3 separate regions of the Mus musculus genome follow, and regions 1 and 2 are each linked to region 3. A link is a contact called in public ChIA-PET data. All regions are on one chromosome and are shown on one strand. Each heading gives the region's core, a stretch centred on a gene start, on an enhancer-like site or on the middle of the called end of the contact. The rest is flanking DNA. Distances are from core to core; before and after follow the strand shown. Region 1 has its middle 56 kb from the start of Emp1. Region 2 holds the start of Emp1 (epithelial membrane protein 1). Region 3 overlaps Fam234b (family with sequence similarity 234, member B).

Region 1 (3,539 bases), core at 262-2,761, 200 kb after region 3:
TAGCCCCTGTAAAGATGTCCGAGTGGTGGTGCTCACTTTGTGACCGTAGGGGTGGAGTAAGGTGAACTCCTAGGGCTGACTGGCCAGCCAGCTTAGCCTGATCAGCGAGCTCCAGGTCTCAGTGAGAGACCCTGCCTCAATGTGCAAGGAGAGTGGATTCTGAGAAACACCACCGACGACATGCGGTGCACGTGCATCGCCCCCTCACCCCGACCCCCTTATGGATTTTATTTACGCTTGGCTCTTTTCTTCTCTTACACTTCTCACAGACCCTCCACCAAACTCCCCAGTCTTCTTCTTTTAGGAATTATTAGCCATTGTAGAGCAGAAGCAGAAGTATTTGGCAAAAGACCTGTGGCCTCGAAGAGGAAGCTGCTGCCCTGTGTCCCATCCACTAGGGGACGGTGCAGCTGAGTTCTTGTCCAGAAGATGGCGCTGTCTGCAAAACCCAGCAGAAATTCAGTGTCAGAGAGGAGGAGAGAGAGAGGTGTGGCAGGGAGGATTGTGCAGGACCATGGGTCGGTGTTCTAATGGTCCTAGAAGTATGAATTGTTAATTTTAAAGGGGGCACTAATTTCCATGCTAATTGTAATTAAGTTTAAGTATATGGAGACATGTTTGGAATTGTCAACAAGCTTGATGAGCCGGATCTCCTAGCAGCCTGTTTGCAGGAGAATGGAGGACCCTCCTGGGAAGAACTCATCCTGAGGGAGTGAGTTGCTATCAACTGGACCAGTCACAGTTGCTCCCGCATCCCTAACTGCTAATTGTGCCAATGGTTTGGAAGTGGCTTTTAAGCCCCATGAACACTAGACTACAATCTTGCAGGGGAGAGACAGGAATCTACACAAACACTGAAATGCTTCTCTACTGAGAACCCTAGAAAACACCATGGTGCAACCCGCAGTCTTGGGGTTCTTCTGGTAGAGTGGAACCCCAGAGTCCCTCTACAGTGGGTCCCAGGTGGCAGCTGACATGGCGTCTAGCGCCACGATAACGTCTTTGGGGACACTGGTAACAATGGCTGGGGTCATCTCTCTCCTGATACTTATTTTCTACCTGGCTCTTGGCATTCACCTGTGGTGGTCTCAGGTATTTGAATATTTGGGCCCCCGTTGGTGGTGCTGTTTGGGGTGGCCTAGGAGATGTGGTTTTGATGGAGGAAGTATGCCACTGAAGACTTTCTTTGAGAGTTGAAAAGACTGGCACAAACTTCCGGTTTGTTATCTCTGCTTCCTGCTCGCAGTTTAAGGGGTGAACTCCCAGGATACGTCTCCAGTTGCCATCCAGTCTGCTGCTGTCCTTCCCCATTGCAATGGTCACGGTCTTATCCCTTTAGAACCAAACCTGTCCTTCTCTCCCGTTGCCTCAGTCCAGGTGTCTTATCACAGTGATAGGAAGCTAACTAATATGCCATCTCTTTTAGGTTTCAAAGTAAACACAGGAAGTAGATCCACGTGAAGGCTCACTGTTCAGGAGAGGAAACTGAGGTGACTCATCACACAGGCAAAGCTCAGAAGTTTCAGAACTTGATCTCAGATGGGCACACAGCTGCTGCCCTTGGTGCCTGACTCTTCAAGAGTAGTCGGACTTGCTTGGAGGGCAAAGCAAGGTTCTGGTGGAGGGTACTGGGCCATTCAGAACGAGTGTCATTGTCTTAAGCCTTTGATATACTTTTGGACTTGAGCCATATCTGGAAGGCATGGGCTTGGGGGAGATGTTAAGTATTTCACAGTCTAGAGGAAAGAGAGGAGCCACAGCAGAGAAGGGTGGAGTCTGGGCAGGGGCATCAGAGCTCAGCTGAGGAACAGGACCATGATGCCTGCCAAGTTGGATGAACTTCTAAGATTTCAAAACTGGAATAGGTGAGGCTCAGCAGAGCATAGGATGGAGGGGGAGGTGGTCTTCACTTCCTTATGACTCTGGGGGCTTTAGGGTTGAGTTAAGTCTATGGGTTCATATGCCAGCCATGTATCTCTGATATCATGCCTATGTCTGTGGGTTTTGGTCAATGCAGCTTGAAGATGGTGTCAGAAACTGGGTGTGGTAACACGTGCCTTTAATCCTAGCACTAGGGAGGCAGAGACAGGTAGATTCCGAATTTCAGTCTACAAAGCAAGTTTCAGGACAGTCAGAGCTATAGAAGAGAAAGAAATTGTCTCAAAAAAAACCCCCCCCACTCAAACCAAAACAACAAATTAAAAATAAATTCTAAATATTAAAATTAAATATTAAAAATAAAAATTATAAAAAAAAAGAAAAAAAAGGTTGCAAAGAAAATAACTTTTGTATTTTTTGGTCAATTCTCAATTATCTCTGACAAGAAAGGTTAATTGAAATCTGTAGGTTTCAATGGCTAATAGCTTTTTCTTCCTATGCAATCTGTCTTCCACCACAGCTTCCAGAAAACGACAACACTGACTAACTGGGTTTTCACACTTATTCTTCCCGGTCCTTCATCTAAAGTGTTAACAGACAGTGAACCGACCCAGATGTGAGAGCAGCAGGGAGAGGGAGGGAAGCAGAGGGCCTGGAAGGACCCACTCAGCACCACGATCCTAAGATGCCCAGAACCAGTGCTGTGCTGAGCTCCCTGTGGCTGCTGCAGGGGACAGCGGATAGGATGGAACATATACTGTGACATAGCAGCTGCAGATGTCATCGCACTGCAGAGACTTATGGGCACGCCACCAAGGCTATATGCCCTAAGGGACCTGGGAAACTTCTCTTGGGAAAACACAAAGGCCTCACTGGGGAACACAAAGTAGGTACAAAATTGAAGTGAACTGACCCAGGCACTGTGACAGGGGAAAGAGTTCAGAGAACAGCCCTGTGCCCAGGGCCTTTGCATGCCAGGAGAGTGAGATACACATCAGCCTTTCAAAAATATCTTTTATTTAGAGATGGTCTCACTGAGTTCCTCAGGCTGGCCTTGAACTTGTAATTCTCCTGCCCCATCTCTGGGATAGCTGGGATAATAGGCCTGCTCTGCCCTGTCGACACTAAGTTAAGGTTATGCTGATGTGAGAATGGGGGTTCCTGGGAGGTCCTTGTGTCTGAGAGTGAGGTCAGGCTGTATAATCTGGAAGTCTTGATAAGAAGAGAGGGTTTGGGTTACTATAGAGCCTTTCTGGGGGAATGGCAGTGCAGCTGAAGAGAGGGAGGCAAGAACCTCTCCCCCTCCTTTTCTGAGTCAGAAACTTACTGTATAGCTGGGGCTAGCCTTGAACTCTCTACTCACCTGGCTCCATCTCTCATATGGTGGGATTATAGGTACACATTGTCATGTTTCTTCCCTCCCCTCTCCTCCCCTCCCCTCCCCTCCCCTCCCCTCCCCTTCCTTCTTTATTGGACAAGGTCTTGCTATATCCAATAAAGAATTCACTCTGTAGCACAGGCTGGCTTTGAATTCTTGACCCTCTTGCCTTATCCTTCCTAGGGCTGAGGATACAGGCAAGACCCACGATGCTTGTCCACTCCCCATCTTTCCTGATGGAAGGAGTTTATCATAGGTGACAGGTGCCACAGGAAAAGAAGGG
Region 2 (4,029 bases), core at 1,218-3,717, 140 kb after region 3:
GGCCCCTCCCTCCCTCCCTCCATCAGCCCCAGGTTTCTACTTTTAAAAATGCAACCAGCCCACATTCTTCTCAGCATCTGTCTGCAGACTGGACTTCTGGGCCCTAGCTCTTCTCTACTCTCTGCTGCTGGGAAGAGAGAGAGCTTCAAAGTGGAGGAAGGCATGAAGTTAGGGCCAGAGCTCTGTCAGCTCCGCCCTCAAAGGTCTCCTCTTTCTCCCTGGGGCTGCATTGCAGCCTTGTAGCTCCCAGGGGCCCTAGCCTAGCGCTGGGAGCAAGAGACTGGCCTTTTTCCTCGGAGACAGGGTTTTTAAAAATTATTATTATTATTATTATTAATTATTAGATGGCAGAGGTGGGAGGTGAGGAAAACCATGAGAAACTGATGAGATCTCTGTCATGAAAAATCTGGACAGTTTTACTTTTCCACGGATAGAATCCCAATGTCAGGACCCGTGAAGAGGAAGGATCAAATCAGGTGTGTGTGTGTGTGTGTGTGTGTGTGTTTTCCTCAATCATCTGCTTTAAAAATATCCTCTTCTCTATAAGATTTGGAGAAATACAGACCCATGACCATGCATCACTGAAATTTACTTACAGTCTTTACTACCTAACTTCATCAGCGCTCCGTTGGACTTCGAGCCTCCCACCCCTTTCTGTCTTTCTGTGGAATTTAAATTCCTAGAGGGTGAGGTCCAGTCTACTCTGACCCAGTTTTAGCAGGGCCCAGAGAAGGTTGCTGTACAGTAAATAGGGTTCTGATCAATGACTAAATAATATCACGAGGCCTGCACTGGCCTGGAAGAGAACAGCAACCCCAGTTGCTGGGGTTTGGCAGCCGCAGCGACTCTCTGTATCTTCTCTGAGAGGTCTCTTGTCCGATTTAACAATGTCCTCAGGGAAATATCACTGCAGCTAATATCGAATGACTATTGGCCACAACCTTACAGGCTCTTGTTAGTCATTACTATCTATCTATCTATCTATCTATCTATCTATCTATCTATCTATCTATCTATCTCTCTCTCTCTCTCTCTCTCTCTCTCTATCTATCTATCTATCTATCTATCTATCTATCATTTATCTATCATCTATCTCTCTATCATCTACCTATAATCTATTGTATCTATCTATTATCTATCATCTATCAATCATCTATTATCATCTATCATCAATCTATAATCTATCTATCTATCTATCTATCTATCTATCTATCTACCTATCTATCTATCTATCTCTATTATCTATCCATCTATCACTTATGTACCCCAGGATAGCTTCTAGTTCTCCTTGAACTTATGCTATCCCTTCAACTACCTACCAACTCTCTCTCTCTCTCTCTCTCTCTCTCTCTCTCTCTCTCTCTCTCTCTCTCTCAATAGTGTCTCACTCAGTAGCCCACGCTGACTTGGAACTCACCATGTAGCCCAAGATGACCCTGGACTAAGAGCAATCCTCCTGCCTCAGCTTTTCAAATGTTGAGATCGCAGGCACGACCCACCAAACCTGTTTGATACATGTAATTCTTGCCATCTGTGTGAGCTAGGTGCCTACCATCCCCATTATATACAAGAAGGCAGAAAGAGAGGGCGCTTGCCCAAAGTCACATTGCAGCTAAGGAGAGCTGGGGTTAAATGTAGGCAGTGAGGACCTGAACCTCTTTAGGGAGGTGACCAGGGCTGCGGGATTGGACAACTCTGTAGCACCCCCCCCCCAACTCTGAGACTAAGTGGGGAGTGAGTGGTTCAGGGAAGAAGCTGTGATTGGGTCCCTGGCTGTCTTCACAAAAGCCAACTGTGGAGCAAGGTCCAATGATTATCACATGAAGATCAGAGTGCAAAGTCCTTAATTCGAAGACTTCCTCCTGCAATGCCTACAATCCATAGGGGTGAGAGTTTAACTAAAGGCCCAGGATTATGTGCTGTCAATCAGTGCCTCAACATTTGGAGCTTGCTGGGTGCCTTTCTACTCCATGGGTCTCATCCCACTGCCGCCTACAGGTCAGGGGCACAAGGGTCAGGCAGGGAAGCCAACGAGAAATGAGTCTGATAATTCCTGGTGATGAGCAGCTGCTGCTATGTGCAGTGGGGGAGGAAGAACGGGGGAATCCTGTTTGATGATTAGCCGGGACTTTAATTAACGTGGAACTGCATCTACCAGCTCTCCCCTCCTCCTGACCCTAACCTGTGTTTTGCCCTACGTCCTTGACAACCGAGGCTCCTTCTGGGTAGTAGAACTGGGCTTCGGTAAACAGATCTATTTGTGTGACTCCTCTTACTCATTTGAAGCAATGTCACTCCTTTTTCCACTGTGGTCTGTGTGTCTGAGTCAGAGGGAGCTACAACAGGGTTCTTTGAATTGATGGCTCACTCCCAGCCACATCTGACCGGCTGCCAACTTAGCAGGGCGTAGCTCACCAAGTTTTTTTTTTTTTAAATCCAGACTGATTCATAGAAACTCCTTTAAAACACGGGGAAAAGAAACCGCCCATCACACACCCCAGCACATCAGCCCAGGAAACTTATAACCTCGGGAGTCAGGTCCCTCCCCTCACTGTGGTTGCAAATCTCCTGAAGAGAGGACCAGACCAGCAGCCTGCTCTACCACCCAGGGCATCTGCCTCTCTCACTGGATACTCCAGGTAAGATTGTCCCCACACTGGAGAAACTCTGCAGAGCCCGCTCCTTTCTTTCCTCTCTTAGGCTCCTTGAAGCCCTCCCCTCTCTTCTTGCCTCTGCTATCCCTCTATGGCTCACAAAGAACGGAGTCCTTGAGACTTCTAGCTTAACGTAGTAGTGGAGGAATCTGGGATATCAGTGGGGGCCACATTCTCTTGCTGGTATGTGGATCCTTGCTCCGAGGAGACGGACGGAACGAGAAGGGACTTTGGAACAAACTTGAGTGCAATATTCTTTATGGAAGGAACTCTATGTGCCTTCGAAATGAATTAGCAGGGTTGGAAGATGTTTCCAAATCTTCTGTTTTCATTCAGATTACTTTGAGCTGAAATCTAGAAGGATGCTATGTTACCAAAACGCTCCGGCTTTTCTTTTCTCTCTGCGAAGGCAGGTTAAAGGCAGTCTCTGGGGAGAAAGTTTGTTCTGCTTTGTGGGTTGGTTATTGTTGTTTCTCTTTTACGCTTTTAGGTGACGGTGGATAAATATCTGAGTTTCAGTTAATTTTTGCGATTGCATTTACTGTCTGTCCCCCTCTTGTCTGTTGATGTCTGTTTAAGTATTTCGTTCTTTCTCTTGTTTTCCTCCACCCCCTTCTCACAGGAAGGGAAGAGGGGATTGGTTTGTTTAAAGAAAAACCGTTAGGGAAACAGAGGCAAAGGGTGTTTCAAATAAACCTTGGGAGGGGTTGATTTGGTGGAATGTGTGGGTTCCAGAATCCTTAGCCAGATGTGGAGGTGGAGGAAGGAGGCAGAGGGGAGAGGGTGGGGCTGGGGGCCTTCGGGGATTCCTGTAAGGTTGCTGAATGGCTCTGTGCTTCCACCCAGGCTTCTGCATTCTGGAGCCAACTTAGGAAAAAAAAAAAGATCTTTCAGAATCTATTAAAGGATTTTTTTTTCTAAGTGGACATGGAATTTTCTAGTGTGGCAGTGGTCATATGGGAATATTTACCTTATTTCTTTTGTGTAAAATATTATATAACTACAAACCCACGTGCTAAGTGCAAAAAGAACAAAGGCACTCGGCTGTGTTTGCTTTTGTTTTTATTAGCTTAGCATTTTGGTCGAATGTCTGTGGAGGTGTGGTTCATTTCAACACAGATGTGGGTTTTTTTTTTCTCCTCTCGTAAACAAGCCAGAGGAGAGTGACAGGATTCAGCTTGCCTGATGAAGAGCGAGGCGCCTTTCTCTTTAGAAATGCAGCTCGCTGGTTGGAAGAGAAAATTTAAAAGTAATTGGTGGGTGTGTATCCATTGATCCTTCAGAAATCTCTGCAAAGCCTTTCCCCAAGGAGGGGGTGATGAGTAAGCCCTGGGACCCATTTCTCAAGACTGAGTTTGCTTCCAATGTTTATCAC
Region 3 (3,688 bases), core at 773-3,272:
CAGCTACAACTCTATAGAGCAAGCATCTCGTGACGGGCTGAGAAATCAGATGTTACTGTCTCTCCTTAAGGATGCCACTGTTCAGTGTGGGCTAAGGTGGCAGACAGGTAAACAGATGCGTTGGGAAAGGTGCCAAAACGGAGACATGGTGAGGCAGTTTAGAGGAGCCCACCGCGGCTGGTCTTACACGTGTCCTACAGGAGGTGTGAAGTGGGGGATGACAAGTTCCGTGTTCACACCTTGTCAGAAACCACAGGAAGGAGCTGAGCAGACAAGAGCGAGCTGCTGTGTCACCACCATCTCCCTATGTCACCGTTCATCTCCCTGACTCTTCCCTTCTGCCCTTTCCCCACCTCTCTTGCTTGCCTTTAGGTGTTGGCTCACAACCAACTGCAGATCTGGTGTGCCTTTCGGGGATGAACGGCAGCACACTGTGGTCCAGTCCCCTCCCAGAGGAGGCTCAAGATGTCACATGCTTAGATCTGATACCAGGAAGTGTGGCCAAAACCATCTGCCTTGTGACGGGGACTCGCAAGATGCTCAGCGCATTCAATGCGACGTCAGGTAAAGAGTGGCCTTGGGCGCGCAGAGTGCTGCCTCCGGAGCCTCAGTGTCGGATCCGAGCAGCCGACAGGGGAAACTGCTTTGCTCTCCTGGTTCAGAAGGTGCTTGGTTATTAAGGGTAAGAGATAAAGGGCTTGGGAGGACCGAGTAAGCAGATTCTTGTTGCAACCTGTTTGGTGATAAGACAGGGCTAAATAAACTCTTACCCAAACAGATGCTACCCCGGGGACCTGGGTTGTAGAGTCTCTCTGTACTGGTCTTTGTACAACAGGCAAGAGCATGTCACCTCCTTGCCTTTGAATTGTGCTGGTCTGTATGTGAACCTGGGCCCTGGTTGGATGCTACTGAAAAGAACTCCCAGTCTTGTGCTGATATGGCCTTTTAGCTTCTTTTCTGTTTTAGATCCACAGGCTGGCAGTGATGAAAATGAGTCTAGTATGAAAAAGATATCTCCATGTAATATAACATAACTTAATATAACATGACATAATATAATATAATATGATATAATATTTCTATGGGCTATAATCTCGAGAAGTTGAATAGTAACATCCTTCCCAATTCAGAGGTACCAAAATGGGGTGCTTTATTTTTGCTCACTCCCTTTTGAGACATGGTTTTTACACTGTACCCCAGACCTTGAATTCATAAGATCTTCCTGCCTCAGCCTCCCAAGTGCTGGAGTTATAGGTGTTGAGTACTATGCTTGTCTAGTGGAGTACCTCTGGGTGGGGAAAAATTACACACACACACACACACACCATTTTGCAGAGAGAATCCTTAGCATGCACCAAGCACCCAGTTTGATTCCCAGCACCACATAAACTGGGCATAGTGGTGCAGGCCTATAATGCCAGCACTCATTTAAGAGGTAGAACCAGGATCTGAAGTTCAGGATCATCCTTGGCTACATCTAAGTTCAAGGCCAGCCTGAGACATATGAGCACCTGTATTTAAAACAAATCTTCAGAGTGCACTTACTGTCCTAGCTCAGGACTGAAGTCCTTGAAAGCCTTCTGTGGTTTCTCTGGTGTGGGCTCCTTAGTGCCTGCAATGCCCTGTGACAGACACATTCCGCAGCCCTAGTAGAGTGAGCTCCTACTTGCCAGGAGGACATAGCCATCTCTATTTGATATACAAAATCCAGATGTGTGGGACTCAAGAGATCACTCAATGGTTCAGAGCACTGGCCACTCTTACAGAGGACCTGGCTTCAGGTCCCAGCAACACAGGGCAGTTACAACCAGCTGTAATGCCAGTTGCAGGGGTTCTGATGCTCTCTTCTGACTTTCCAGGGCATCAGCGGACACACAGTGTACAGGCATACATGCAGGCAAAGCGGTCACACACATAAAACAATAGCTAAATAAACTGAAATCCAGATGTGAGGCCTTTGCATGCATGGGTAGCCAGACGCTTGAGGTTTTCATAATCCCACTTCCTGCTCTCCTCGTCGTCAGACAGAAGTAATGGCAGGATGTGGGGAGCTGTCTCGTGTTCGTTCAGCTGCTGAGTTTTCTCTTCTGGCTCAGGAATGCTGCATCTACCTTTTGCTGAGACAGAAAGCAGAAGTGATGATCTACCTCTGTCTCCTTCCCTAGGGAAAGTCCTCTGGACTCTGAACCCAAACCATCTGTCCAACGGTACCTTGGCAGCCCCGGTTGTGGTGCTGCCAGACCTTGATGAAGATGGTGTCAGAGATCTGGTGGTGCTGGCCATTGGAGAACTGCAGGTACGGTCTCTGGTGATGGTTACTGTAAGTGCTGCGTAGGACCTTGTTGTTGCAATGGCTTAGGCCGAAATAGATTCTCCTGGTGAGCTTAAGTGACCCAAGACTATTCCAAGCTCATTTCCTGTGATGCTCTGTGGTTCTGAGTACTGTGCTTTAGCAGGGCTCTGGAGGCAGATGGCTCGTGTGTAAATTCCTTCTGTGCTACTCTGTAGCTTTGTGGCCCGGGGCAAACTGTACCCTATCCATGCTCTGATCTCTTCACATGTCTAAATGAGAAAGTTTTATCTTTCCCTGTAGGCCGCTTATGAAAATGAGAGCTAACAAATTAAGTCCCTAGAAAACTGTGTAGTTTTTACTCTGTAAACAGAATGTTAGCTTTACCATATTGTATCTATTTAAAATTTACTTCAATTGTAAAACAACAGGATGGATGGAGAAGGCTCATAAGAGGTAAGCTTTGGATATATCTTAGTTGGTAGCGTGATGGTTTAGCATGCATGAAGCCCTTGTTGGGTCCCCTGAACTGCATAAATCAGGTGTGGTGGTAATACTCCTGTACTTAGGAGACAGGCAGAAGGATCAGATACTCAAGGCCGTCGGTGATAGCATAGTGAGCTTGAGATTGACACATGTGTGGTGAAACCCAACAACAACAACAACAACAACAACAACAACAACAACAACACAAGCAAGTGCTTCCCCCTTGTAATCGCAGCATTCAGAGGTTTGAAAATTCCAGGTGAGCCTGGGTTGTTGCACTTTGGGACCTGTCTAAACTTGTGGTGTGTAGTTTTAAAAATCGCTACCACCTTTTCCCGGATTGGACCGAGCTCTGGCCCCTCCCTGGTTTCCTTTTGTTTTACCCGGCTTAGCTCTGGGATCGGCTGCCACCAGCCCTAACCCGGCATCTCTTTCTACCTGCCTTTGCTCTGGGAGGGGCCATGCTACCAGCCCACTCTGAGACCCTTGAATCTGAGGATTAAAGACACAAACTGTTACTTTTTAACTTGCCTACTAGGCACAATTGCTGGGTGCAGATAACTCCTGCCTGGAAAAGCGTGCCCTTACCAATTTAATATTTCTGTTTTTCTAGCTTGTTCCACCTAAACCCCTGCCAAACATCTTTGGCAATCTGCCCGTAGCAGAGGCCGCAGCCCCCAAGCCTCACATGGTTGCTGTGTCCTTCTTCCTCCAAAGCATGGCAGAACCAGCAATCTCCTTCCTTGAGTCTCCTTTTCCTTCTGGGACCTGGAAGTCCTACCTGTACCTTCTGTCCAGCGATTGGCCGCCCCCAGCCTTCTTTATTGACAAGTCAAGAACCAATTGGGGAATGGGATTTTAACATCAGGACCTCCCTCTACACAAACTAATCAGACTAAAATCCTTTCTGAT

What was found. ChIA-PET counts read pairs in DNA pulled down with a chosen protein or histone mark.
Region 1: a contact with region 3 is called in an RNA polymerase II ChIA-PET map of memory CD8 T cells, with 9 read pairs. The contact joins two enhancer-like sites. A contact is called at or near these places in 2 of 39 promoter capture datasets (second pharyngeal arch cranial neural crest and trophoblast stem cells), 1 of 484 Hi-C or Micro-C datasets (bone marrow-derived macrophages) and 1 of 115 datasets of contacts at active chromatin or transcription factors (memory CD8 T cells).
Region 2: an RNA polymerase II ChIA-PET map of memory CD8 T cells shows a contact between it and region 3, with 62 read pairs. The contact joins the promoter of Emp1 here to the enhancer-like site in region 3. A contact is called at or near these places in 7 of 39 promoter capture datasets (the C10 cell line, cranial neural crest, frontonasal cranial neural crest and 4 more), 2 of 15 datasets of contacts at CTCF or cohesin (large pre-B cells and pro-B cells), 3 of 484 Hi-C or Micro-C datasets (bone marrow-derived macrophages and embryonic stem cells), 16 of 115 datasets of contacts at active chromatin or transcription factors (the 230-238 cell line, CD8 T cells, embryonic hindbrain and 8 more) and 3 of 9 other capture datasets (adipose tissue, liver and pancreatic islet).

Annotation. Positions count from the first base shown.
Region 1 is chr6:135,417,225-135,420,763 of GRCm38.p6, forward strand. No RefSeq gene overlaps it. Among named protein-coding and RNA genes, the nearest start is that of Emp1, 56 kb to the left of the region's middle. Within about 2 kb of position 1,512, at least 45 of the 459 cell types and tissues checked have an H3K27ac peak or open chromatin away from gene starts, as enhancers often do. A contact at or near this core is called in memory CD8 T cells, where this site is marked.
Region 2 is chr6:135,360,464-135,364,492 of GRCm38.p6, forward strand. Emp1 (epithelial membrane protein 1) reads left to right here and starts at 2,468. Exons shown (of 5, transcript NM_010128.4): 1 at 2,468-2,639.
Region 3 is chr6:135,216,514-135,220,201 of GRCm38.p6, forward strand. It overlaps Fam234b (family with sequence similarity 234, member B), which reads left to right. Exons shown (of 13, transcript NM_028982.4): 4 at 373-564; 5 at 2,166-2,296. Among named protein-coding and RNA genes, the nearest start is that of Gm36533, 20 kb to the left of the region's middle. Within about 2 kb of position 2,023, at least 65 of the 459 cell types and tissues checked have an H3K27ac peak or open chromatin away from gene starts, as enhancers often do. A contact at or near this core is called in the 230-238 cell line, CD8 T cells, bone marrow-derived macrophages and 2 more, where this site is marked.